Linked DNA regions of Ovis aries: region 1 is linked to region 2. Evidence: chromatin contacts called from public Hi-C data. All regions are on one chromosome and are shown on one strand. Each heading gives the region's core, a stretch centred on a gene start, on an enhancer-like site or on the middle of the called end of the contact. The rest is flanking DNA. Distances are from core to core; before and after follow the strand shown. Region 1 overlaps GDAP1 (ganglioside induced differentiation associated protein 1). Region 2 has its middle 20 kb from the start of TRNAE-UUC.

Evidence for each region. Hi-C and Micro-C count contacts between places; a contact is called where the count stands out from the background.
Region 1: a contact with region 2 is called in a Hi-C map of muscle, with 8 times the contacts expected there. The contact joins two enhancer-like sites. A contact is called at or near these places in 5 of 16 Hi-C or Micro-C datasets (hypothalamus, liver, muscle and 2 more).

What each region holds. Positions count from the first base shown.
Region 1 is chr9:50,608,136-50,614,073 of ARS-UI_Ramb_v3.0, reverse strand. The region is part of intron 2 of GDAP1 (ganglioside induced differentiation associated protein 1); the gene reads right to left. Among named protein-coding and RNA genes, the nearest start is that of GDAP1, 20 kb to the right of the region's middle. Within about 2 kb of position 1,758, at least 3 of the 54 cell types and tissues checked have an H3K27ac peak or open chromatin away from gene starts, as enhancers often do. A contact at or near this core is called in muscle, where this site is marked.
Region 2 is chr9:50,325,782-50,332,128 of ARS-UI_Ramb_v3.0, reverse strand. No RefSeq gene overlaps it. Among named protein-coding and RNA genes, the nearest start is that of TRNAE-UUC, 20 kb to the right of the region's middle. Within about 2 kb of position 2,363, at least 1 of the 54 cell types and tissues checked has an H3K27ac peak or open chromatin away from gene starts, as enhancers often do. A contact at or near this core is called in muscle, where this site is marked.

The DNA.
Region 1 (5,938 bases), core at 509-3,008, 280 kb before region 2:
GTTCAGTCCCTGGGTTGGGAAGATCCCCTGGAGGAGGAAATGGCAAGCCACTCCAGTATTTTGGCTTGGAAAAATCCCATGGACAGAGGAGCCTGGCGGGCTACAGTCCATGGACTTAAAAAGAGTGAGACATAACTGAGTGCCTGAGCATGCATGGAACTAGACCCCACATGCTGCAACTAAGAGTTCGCAGGCCGCAGCTGAAGATCCTGCATGCCACAACTAAGACCTGGAACAGCCAAATAAATAAATTAAACATTAAAAAAAAAAGCTACATGAGGGAGACAGGTGACACATGACCGTTGCGAACCTGTTTCCAATGACTTATTGCATGACATTCGGGACTGGTTGGAGAGACCAAATGAAAGATCCAGACAGAAGGAGCTGGGCTTCATATAAGAAATGAAATCCTTTTAGAGCAAGAAAGTTTAACAGAAAAAGCAAAACTCATCAAATTCAGGTGATGGTTTAGTTTTTAAAACACATGGAAAAAAGTCAGGACCATATATTAGCTTAAACTGTTTTCAGCCTGAAAAAAACTATTGCTGTATGCAAGTTACAAAAAATGGAAAAGCCCAATTTGACCAAATCCACATGGCCAAAGAATGTAAAGATGGCAAAACCACAGCCACCCAGAGACGTGGCCATATAGTATATGAAACTGAAGAATACATGAAAAGGGACATGGGAAGATGTAGCACTTGGAACTGCAAAAATGGTGAAAAACCAGTGTTCGATCTGCCAAGGGAGACCAGGGAGGTTTGAAGGCAAGGATATGCTGCTTCCCCCGAGACCTGCCGGGCAAAGGTGCTGATTCTGTACAATGAAGCGGCTGAAATCCGATGGGTGCGCTTTAAATAACCGATGACCAACGAGAGCCCTCTTATTCACCTTCCTCATTACGCATGTGCCTTGACGGCCACGGCAGCTGCAGATAACAGCGAGTTCTCAGGCAGACATGCGGGGAAGTTCTGGGCTCAGCTCTCCAGAGCCCTGAGCCAGCTGTCCGGAAAGCCGATTTAGAACGAACCTCCCTGCGACCAGAAGGGTGCTGAGTCCCCCTAGCTCTGCGGTGGGCTCTGTACACCCCGCCACCCACTCCTCTTCTTTGTATGCTAAGTCACAGCTCCAAAATCAAGCCGCTTGGTCAGCATCAACTTCTGTGCATGTTTCCTCCAAAGCCCTGAGCCAGCTCCACAGAGCCAGCAGGCGCTGGGTGCCGCAAATGTGATCCCGTCTGTCGTTTTGGCCTCAGCAGAAGAGCGACATGACCATATTTATTGCTGTTGCTATTCTAGGGGCTGGGTGACGTTCTTCTCCCCTTGTGGCTGAGCCCGTTCATCTTTCACCACTCCCTCCAAGTCTGCGAGGCTAAAACCAGGGATACAAATAGATTCTATCAGGAGGAAAGTTAAAACGAGAAGTTCTAAAGTATTCCTGAACCTATTTGCTTTTCGGCATGAAGAGTTATAAATTCTGCGGTTCTGTATTATACACGTGTACTATTAGCATCCCATTGTTACCATAAGCTGCTACTGATGGTAACTTTGCTAAGGAAAGAAAACATGAATAAAGGTGGTGGAGAGATGATCTGGCTGATAAACATGGCTTGGAGATTTGGCAAATGTTGAATTTTCCACTGTTGAGTCTTGGGAGTGTCCACATGTTACCAGAACACTTGAAGCTTTCTGCTTGCCTCAGACTCTTCCTTACTAAGCCACTCCTCTTTTGTGACGTGAAAGGGACTAATTGACAAGCCACAGAAACTCCTATTAAGGATACAATGGTGCAGGGCACAGGTGACAGGGCTCCTAGAAAGTAACCATATACAGACTTTCTAAATGAAGAACTTAGGTACATAAATAACTAATTACCGCATGTGTTACATGCTGCACCAAATGAGAGGGAGTCTGTCTTTACCACTGACCCCTATTCATTACCAATGGGTCAAATCTTCCATTGTAACTCGTGATCACTCTGTGTTTGGGCTCACCTGGCTGATCCATCGTCTGCCCTTGGCAACAGTTCTATCTCTGGCTTTGCTAAAATGACTCTTCGGATTCATGTGCCCTGATGCAATTCCACTCTGTCACATACAAGGTGGCACAACATTCTAGGGGAGGCAGTGGGTTGCAGAGGTAGGTGCGTGGGCCCTGGAGCCAGCTTCCTGGGTTTGAGCCCTGGCTGGCTGCTGTGGGACCTCATTAAGCCTCCACTTCCTCTGTAAAATTAGGATGATAGCATTAATCGCCTCCTAGAGCTGTGGTGAGAATTAAATAGGAGAAAAATACATATGTAAACACAGTTAGAAAAACTAAAAGCCTGAGGAGAGGAGCTGTGCTGTCTTTTACCAGCAGGGAAATTTAACCTCTCTCTAGCACGTTTCCTTTGGCTCAACTGTAGCTGGTCTTCAAACTGTCTGTTCACTCTCAAAATCACAGTATGCAGTTGTGCTCCAGACTGGGAGGTTTCTGGCTGTCTCCCTGCGAAATGCCTTTCCAACATCCAGGGCAGTATCTAAAGTGTACTATCAGCTGGCAGCTCAGCTAATTTTCACCTGAAATGTCCATAAATTATAGGAGCAGTTCAGTAAAAGCCCTTACAAGGCCTGGTTCTTCTTCTTAAGAAAGTGACACGTACATTCCTTGTAGCTCAAATGGTAAAGAATCTGCCTGCAGTGCAGGAGACCTGGGTTCCATCACTGGGTCAGGAAGATCCGCTGGAGAAGGAAATGGCCAGCCACTACAGTATTCTTTTTTGGAAAACTCCATGGACAGAGGAGGTTGGCTGGCTACAGTCCATGGGGTCACAAAGAGTCAGACACAGATCTAAGCAACTAAGACACACATCCACACAGACACACATGTATATATATGGAGAATTCCGTAGACAGAGGAGCCTGGCGGGCTACCAGTCTATGGGATCGCAAAGAGTCAGACAACTGAGCAACTAACACTTTCACTTATATACATACACATATCACAATTATGGCTTTTTTGCCCTAATATGATTTTGGTCTCTCTTCCCTCTTTCTAGTTGCATATTTCTGGACCATCACACCTCAGATATGTGAAAATGGAACTGTTTTATTTCTCTAACACCACTTAGAAGCTCTGAAGACTCATTACCACTGATAGTGGAAAATACTCTTAAATTTGTCCCTCTTGGTGTAACTCAGTCCCTCTCATAGAATACAGATCTCTCTGGAGAAATATTCAGTCATTCTTCCCCCTCCCTCTGGTGGTGGTAGGGAGAGTGGGGAACGGCTCTAATTTTCTGCTGGGGTACAGTTCACCTGACCTCAAGAGAAGGGCATTTGGTTTGAAAACAATCCCCTGGTCCTCACTGGTCTCTCACAAGATGTCTTGTGCAGCTGGATGTTTGAGACTTGACCTCTGGCCTTGCTGCATGTGCTGAAGGGTTCATTACTGGCCAGTCCTTCCAGCATGGACAGGCATGGGCAGTGTGTAGCCACCCCAGCCCTCCCCCACAATGCTGACTCTGTCTTGCCTCCAACTGATCCTCTGAAATTCAACCATATCTTCCATCCTGTCCCTGCCTTTGTGACATCCACCTAAAACCTTACCTCTCACCATACCCAGGAAACCCACGAACAGTCCACTTGCTCATAATTCTCACCAGCATTGAGTCAGGGGAACTCATCTGTGGCTTCCTCCATATTTCAACCCCCAAGCAGCAGAGCTAGAGAGACCTAGGAGACCTGTTGTAGTTAAGGTTCTCCAGGAAACAGACTTTGAGATTCGCCTAGAGAAGGTTTATTGGCAAATGTTCTCCAGAAGAACACTTGTAAGAGAGTGTGGGAAGCTGGGTTGAGCAGAGAGAGAAGTGAGGATTTCCAGGGACTTGCAAAGAAACTGATTTTGCTGGCATTTCTGAGCTGAGAGGGAATCTAATAGTTGTTCCAATTGAGACATGGGGTCTAGAACTTTACATCCCCCACAGTGGACTAGTCATTGGATATGTGCTGCTCAGTGAGTTCACCTGACCTTGGGCCAAGGGGCCTTCTTTGGCTAAGGGCAGTGCATGGAGAGGGCTTCCCTGGTGGCTCAGTGGTAGTAAATATGCCTGCCAGTGCAGGAGATGTGGGTTTGAACCCTGGGTCGGGAAGATCTCCTGGCAACCCACTTCAGTATTCTTGCCTTGGAAATCCCAGGGATAGAGGAGCCTGGTGGGCTATAGCTCACGGGCTCACAAAAGAGCAGACACAGTTCAGCAACTAAACAACAATGCTTGAAGAAGCACTCAGATGTGAGGCTTCAGCTGCCAGGATTCACAGCAGCTGGGGAACAAGTACCTGATCCACATCAGTGTCCAGTGATGTCTAACATGCTTCTGTTCTAACCTGCCTGTCCAGCGTTTCTTCCAACTCTGATGAGGTGCTGTCACCCTTCTCCCCAGACATCCAGGAAAGAAGTAGAATATGCAACCCTTCCACCTCGGAGTCTCTGTATGCCTGGGAATATGTCTTGGAATTTTCATTCCCATTCATCCTCTCCCAGACTTCTCCAAACTGCTCTGATATCATAGCCTGAAAGTGAAAGTGTTAGTCATGTCCAACTCTTTGCGACCCCATGAACTGTAGCCTGCCAAGCTCCTCTATCCATGGAATTCTCCAGGCAAGAATATTGGAGTGGGTTGCCATTTCCATCAGCAGGAGATCTTCCCAACCCAGGGATCAAACCTGGGTCTCCTAAACTGCAGGCAGCTTCCTTACCATCTGAGCCACCAGGAAGGGTGATACAGCCTACATCCTCTCTCCAACAGAAAGATGCAATATTTTTTATTTCCTTTTTTCTCATTTATTTTTCTCCAAAGAATCAATATTTCAATATGTTGAGCTGTATGTCCAATGCTATGAAATGAAAATGTTAAATAACATATTTATGGCATTTTCTCAAAGAGTGTGGTTAAGAAATATTTCTTTTGTTTTACTCTTTTGGGTTCTTACCACCACTTCTTTTAGGAGCAGATCTCCCCAGGGATGTGTGTAGTCTCCTGACTCTCAGAACAGCCGCCGCCCCAGGATTCGCCACCTTCTTCTGCTCTTGGGTGAAATTAGGTGACGTGTGTAGCTTCCTTTCCACTAGTGCTGTTCTCCCTGGGTCCTGCTCCTGCCCCAGAGCTCTATGGATTTTCCTCCAGAGGCCGTGGGAACATTCCCTGCATTTATAAGACTCATTTGCCATGGAGAGTGAATGGTTTCATTCCCAAACCGTTCTCTTCCAGGGACCCAAGGAGACTAGAACTTTGTGCATAACCCTCCTACCCACCATTTTCAACTTTATTTTTAAATGCATTAAAAATTGTGCTAGTCTCCTTTGCTGCATGGACTTCAAACTGCATGAAATGCAATAAATCTCATTTTAGATTAAAAAAAAAAAAACAGTAAACACCTTGTGTTCAAGTCTCCAATGGATAACTTTGGGGAATCCCACAAATGACTTCTTTTTCTCAGCAAAGCCTGAATAGTACACATATTAGACTTGGCATATTTTTCTTAAAATTTGATTTCAAGCTGAGTTTCAAGTTTAGTTCTTTGTATGGTGCCCACCCCTCTCTCTGAAGTAATGGATATTATTGATAGGTAAAAGACTTTAACACCCTGAAACAGTAAAACTTTGGTTGACGTTTCATATATATTAACCTAATCAACTTACAGTGATACACTACATGATTTTCTACCTTATCAGAAAATACACATTTCTTTTACTGGCTACTCTTTGCATTTGGTAAATTACACAAGTTGTTGAGAGCTCTCAGCTTTACAGAGCCCCTACCCAAATTTCTTTGGGAGCTACTCTTTTTTTTTTTTTGGTCTGTTTCTCCAAAATTTTATCTGATTACAGGGCCAACCACACATTCTGATACGAATACTTTTCCTTAAGAGAAAGGAAATACTTCCACGGCATTGTTAATA
Region 2 (6,347 bases), core at 1,114-3,613:
GGTCTGGGTGGGGTCTCAGAGTCTATTACTGACCAGCCCCCCCAGGTATCACTGATCCTGCTGGTCTGAAGTTGACAGGGAACAGAAAGGTTCTAAGAGCAAACTCTCATTTCTCCAGAATAACCCTGTTTCTGTGACAGATGCATGTCCTCTACAGGCACTGGTACTATTGCCATTTGACAGAGGAGGAAACTAAGCATGAGTTCAGTGAATTGCCTCATGCCACACAGCTGGGAAGGGCTGGAGCCAGGATCACCCAGAGAACCAAACTCTAGTTAAGACTCCATGCTCCTAATGCAGGGGTCCCAAGTTCCATCCCTAATAGGGGAACTGGATTCCACATACTGCAACTGAAGATCCCACATACTGCATGGAAGTTCGGAGATCCTGCATGCCATAACTAAGACCCCATGCAGCCAAATAAAAAAGTATTTAGGGCTTCTCTGGTGGCTCAGTGGTTTGAAGGAAACAAAGAAAAAAAATCCGCCTGCCAATGCAGGAGACACATGTTCTATCCCTGATCTGGGAAGATCCCACATACTGTGGAGCAATTAAGCCCTTCCTCCACAATTACTGAGCTCTAGAGTACTCTTGTGCCTGGAGAAGGACGGCAGAGCCTGGTGGGCTTCCATCCATGGGGTCACACAGAGTCAGACACGACTGAAGCAACTTCGCAGCAGCAGCAGAGTACTCTTGCCTGGAGAATCCCAGGGATGGCAGAGCCTGGTGGGCTGCCATCCGTGGGGTCACACAGAGTCAGACACGACTGAAGCGAATTAGCAGCAGCAGCAGAGTTCAAGAGCTGCAACTACTGAAGCCCTCGGGCTTGAGCTCCATAACAAGAGAAGCCACCACAGTGAGAAGCCTGTGCACTGCAGCGAGAGAGTAGCCGCCACTCACCACGAGAGAAGAGCCCTCGAAACAGTGAAGACCCAGCACAGCCAAAAGGAAATAAAAATTATTTTTAAAATAATGAAACCAAGAGACATTTTTTAAAATAAATATTTAAACGCAATCCAAGATCACCTCCATGCTTACACATGTCAGCTTTCAAGGCTGAGTCATTAGGACCATATTTTAAATATGTAGCTGTTAAAATATATTCATAAAAAACAGAAAAGAAAAAGTGGGGCAAGTACTCATGAGATAATGTTAAATAAAAACATCAGGATACAAACTATATCAGACCAGGCCAGGCCCGCTGATTACCTGGCTCCATCACTCAAGCTGATACAAGCCAATGCATTATGGCAATAGCAGGAAAGGCTTTCCCTTCTCTTTTTCCTCCTCCTCCCAGAAACTATCCCAAGGGAGACTTCACTCTAGCCCCAGCTCCCACAACAAACACTTCAGAAAGTGAGGTCTTAAGGGGAAAAAGGCTTGACACAGAACAAGTCTCAGTACATAGGAGAAAGCCAGCCCACAGCTCCCAGCATCCACAATTTTCTCTTATTCATTCAGCACATAGCTACTGAGAACTTGTGCCATCAACCACACCAGACTTTAGGACACAAAACAGCCAAAAGCCCCTGTGCTCATGAAGATTGCATTCTAGTAGGAGAAGCTGACAATAAAAAATAGGGCTTCCCTAGTGACTCGGTGGTAAAGAATCCGTCTGCCAATGCAGGAGACACAGGTTGGACCCCTCATCCAGGAAGATCCCACATGCTTCGGAGCAATTAAGCCTGTGCGCCACAACTCCAGAGCCCAGGAGCCTCAACTACAGAGCCCACACACATCAACTACTGAAGCCCGAGTGCCCTACAATGAGAGGCCCACATACTGCATCTAGAGAGTAGCCTGCCCAGCAGTGGAGACCCAGCACAGCCAAAAATAAAGAATTATTCTTAAAAACAAGCATAGTAAATAACCATACCATATAGTATGTTAATAGATGATAAGTATTATAGAAAAATAAGAGGGGGATAAGGAGTGCTGGGGTGGAACAGACTGCACTAGTCATTAGGGTCATGAGGAAGAAGGTGACACTGGAGAAAGGGCTTGCAATGAAGGAGTTAATTACACACATGTCTGGGGCAAAGACATTGAAGGCAGATGGAACACCAGGCGCAAAGGCCCTAAAATGGAAACAGATCACATCTGGAATGTGTAAGGAAAAGCAGAGGCCACTGTACATGCAGTGAAGGATTTAATAGGAGAGGAAGCCAGGGAGGTATAGGCAGAAAGGTCAGATCTTACAGAGCCCCTCAGGTCTAGAGAAGGACTTTGGCCTTTAAGGGAAACTGGGAGTCGCTGAGGGTTTGGAGCCAAGAAGTGACGTGATCTGACCGATGTACTGAACGACCTCACGCCAGTCACTCTCTGAGCCAACTGAGAAGTGGGCAGAAGCCTGGAGACCAGTTACAAGGCAGCTGCAATAACCCACGCAAGGGGCACTGGTGGGTCAGACTAGAAGGGTAACAGTGAGGTGGTGAGAAGTGTAATAAGACCTGGGTCTCATGATTTCTTGAAGCTTAGAGGTAAAATGTGAGGGAAAGAGAGGAGTCAGGGATGTTTCCTGCACTTGGAAGAATGAAGTTGTCCTTAATTGATACAAATAACTCCAAGGGAAGCGGACTTGAAGGCCAGATCCAGAGTCTGCATTTAGACAGGTGATGATTGAAGTGTAGACACACACAAGAGATGAGTGACTGCATGGGTCTGGAATTCAGGGACGTGGGCCAGAGATGTCCACGTGGGAGCTGTGAGCACATGAGACCAGATGAGGTTTCCAGGAAAGGGAATCAAGTTGAGAAGAGCAGGCGCTGTAGGGTCTGAGTCCTCAGCACATCCACGAAGAGAAAATGAAGCAGCAAGCGTCTGGGAAAGAGTGACCCATGAGTGAAGTCAGAGGGCAACCAAGGAGTTGTGAGGGCCTGGGAGTCAAGAGAAGAAAGTGTTTGCTAGAAGAGAGTCATCAAGTGTGTCAACTCTGCTGAAAGGCCAAGTTAGACCAAAGCAGAGAGTTGAGCTTTAGATTTAGCAAAGTGGAGGCCATAGGTAATGTTCGCAGCAGTTTCAGGGGGAGAAAGGCAAGGAAGTTTTACCTACTGAAAGGATAGGAAAATATCAATGATAAAATGAGAAAAGGAGAGAGGGAAGAAGTGATGGCACCTTTGGCATTTAAGGCACAGACTTGTGTGTAAGCCAAGCAGAGCTGTTCTGTGTGTGCACAGCCTCTATTTTCTCATGACTCAATAGACTATGCTGCTAACTTACTGACTCTTTGTTCTCTCTCCAACTCTATCCTAAATACAGCTTAATCTTTTAAGTGAAAGAAAAATAATAAAAGGTCACCTACCAGCTATTAAGCCTTCCTTCATCCGAAATCAGGACTTAATTCATTACCTGAAAGCCATGCTTGAAGGCTTCAACCTGAGGTACATTGTTCCAACAATGGATTTTTGCTTTTGATATTGTTGCCACACCTTTGGAACAACAATATGGGGAAACTCACACTGTTCTTTCTTGGTGTTAGGTACAAAGAGGCCAGATTTCTACGTTTAAGGCTAAGCTCACTCTTATCCCACACACTGTCTCCCATAAAATCATCTATTGCCAATATTTCTGCCAAGTTACCCACTTAGAACCATCTTGTTCTTTCTCACACAAAGCCATATATAGAATGCAGAAGAGATATCTACTTAATCCCATCAGAATTTCTTTATCTCAAAAATGGAAGGTCACCTCAAAAAAGTCCTGAATAGTACCAACTCATTAGGAATTACCAATTGCTTATTTTTCCAGTTGGACCAGAAGATGAAATATTTTCTAGAAAAGTACCTAAGACATAATTATTTATACTGCTTATCTTCTACTTCGTTTCAACTTGATGGAAAGAACTATCATTAACTTCTATGGCTAAAGAATAGGAAAATATCAGTAAAGCCTCATTATTTCAGATCCAACTGCTTTGAAAATAACAGTAATTAAACCTTGATTGAAGACTACTTTTGTAACATGTTTGAAAAGGGAGCACTACAAAGAAAATTAATAACATAAACACTGTTCAGGAAAGACATCTAACTCACTTAAAACATAATGTGTTTCAAATATTATATATTTGTTAAAGGAGACCTATCTGTACACTAACAGTACAGAAAGGCAGTATATATGTTTACGTATGATGGATGTGTATTCATGAGTTATGCCATTTCACAATTTTTCTAAATTTAAGAGGTTGTAATTTCTGATCTATACACACACATACTCTCACTCACCTACAGTCATGTAAGTATATACAAACAACTCACCAACCCACACACTTTATCTGCCAATGCACACACCCACGAGCAAGTAGGTTTCCCAGATAAAATAAAATAAAATCACCAATTTGGTTGGGGGGACAGGATCCACAGCTCCCTCTATCACTGAGTCTTAAATGGACTACCCCCAAAACTGCTTTTTCACAATTATATAATTGCAATTTTAGTTGTGTGAAATTAAAAGAAAAAAATGTTTTTTCTTGGCTAAGAAGTAATCTATAAAAGAGATCTGCCTCTTCTCCATGCCGGGTACATTTCCTTACCAGGGCAGATATGATCAGAATCCATGCTTACTAAATCCAATACACCAAGATTTACTTACTCGACTTGAAATAAATAATAAGCTTTCTTAAAATATTACTTTTAGGTGAGTTGTATAAGCAACCTGCAGAAGATGAAAATTGAAGGCGGTCCCTCCCAAGATGTTAGGTTTGAGAGGCGTATATTAGGAATCTTCCCAGCCCAAGACCAGCAGATGATGAAACCTGACAGATTGGCTGGCATTATCTCCCCCATTCTGGGTGTCTGTCTCATGCAATCTGCTCCCACGGGGCTGAACCATTGCCTTGTTCTAAAAACACCAACCACACACACACACACACACACACACACACACACACACACCACCTCCAATCCTGGAAGCTAAAGAGCTCTCCACTGCAGTAAACCCTTATTCTCTGAAGTTTTCTTAACTGAACTTTTAGGATTCATACTGACCACACATGTACCAAATGCACAACATTCAGAAAACCTCCTCCATTGCTATCCCACAGGAGATAAAAAATACTTGTTTAACAAACATCTTCAGAGCACCTGCTATGATGCCAAGCCCTGCAACAGCTATTAAAGATGTGAAGCTACATCACAGGCTGGTTCTCTCTTAGAGGAGATGGATGTGAAGGCGAAAAACAATGTTGCAAATGTGATACCAACAGTGTAAGTGGGGGAAAGGCAGCTGCATGAGACGGTTTGAGAAAAGCTGCCCTGGAGAGGTTATTGTTGACCTGGGTCCATAGGACAAGAAGGAGGTCACTGAGGGAGAAAGGCAGGACACGCGTTCCCAATACAGCAAAGCCCTGAGATCTCTCTGGGAAACGGGAGACCTTGAATCATGAGGGCAAGAACACTGAGCAAATGTGATTAAAGTGACGGGTTGGGCAGGATGCAATTCAAATGCCACGCTTCTGTGTTATACTCAAACAATAAGGAACCATGGATGCCTTTTAGTCAAGGGCGAACAATCAAGTTACATAAAGATAACTGTGGCAGTTTGGAGGATGGACTGAAGTGGAGTGAGGAAATCAGGAATTGAAGGGGAACTCATGCTTGTGTTCATGCTCAGTCAAGTCCAACTCTGACACTAAGAACTTTAGCCCACCAGGCTCCTCTGTCCTCGGGATTTCCCAGGCAAGAATACTGGAGTGGGTTGACATTTCCTACCCCAGGGAACGTTCAAAACCCAGGAATCGAACCCAAGTCTCCTGTGTCTCCTGCACTGGCAGGCAGATTCTTTACTGCTGAGCCACCAGGGAAGCCCTGAAGGGGAACCAGTTTTATGTAAAGGGAAACGAGAAGGTGAGGTGAGAGTTATTTCCAAAAGAAGATGAACAGAACTCGGGGACCTTTGCGTGACAGAGGTTAAAGAGACACAGGAGCACAGGATGCATCCAGTGATTCCAATGACAGTGACAGATGAGACAGACTTCCAAGACTCACACGCAGGCGTGCAGGAGGAGGAAGAGGGCAACCTTGAGTGAAGATGTCTGCCCAGCACTGGCTCTCCTGTGGGTCACCTGAGAGCAGTGGGTGAGGGAGGAGCCAGGGGTGAACAGGTAGGTGATCGAGGTCAAGCAACTAATGCTAAGGCCAGGAGTCGTTGATGCTGCAGTTAAAGGCAGCGACAGAGACAGGAGGGAGATGGTGGCCCTAGAGCGAGTGGATGCAATGAAACGACATGAATTTTCACATGTTATGGCAGCTTGTGTGGAAGAACATGATCCAGCTGGAGAGAATGGCCCCTGGGGCAGATGTTTGCAGTTGGCTAAGTCAGAAGCCCTAGTGGCTCAGAGGGTAAACAATCTG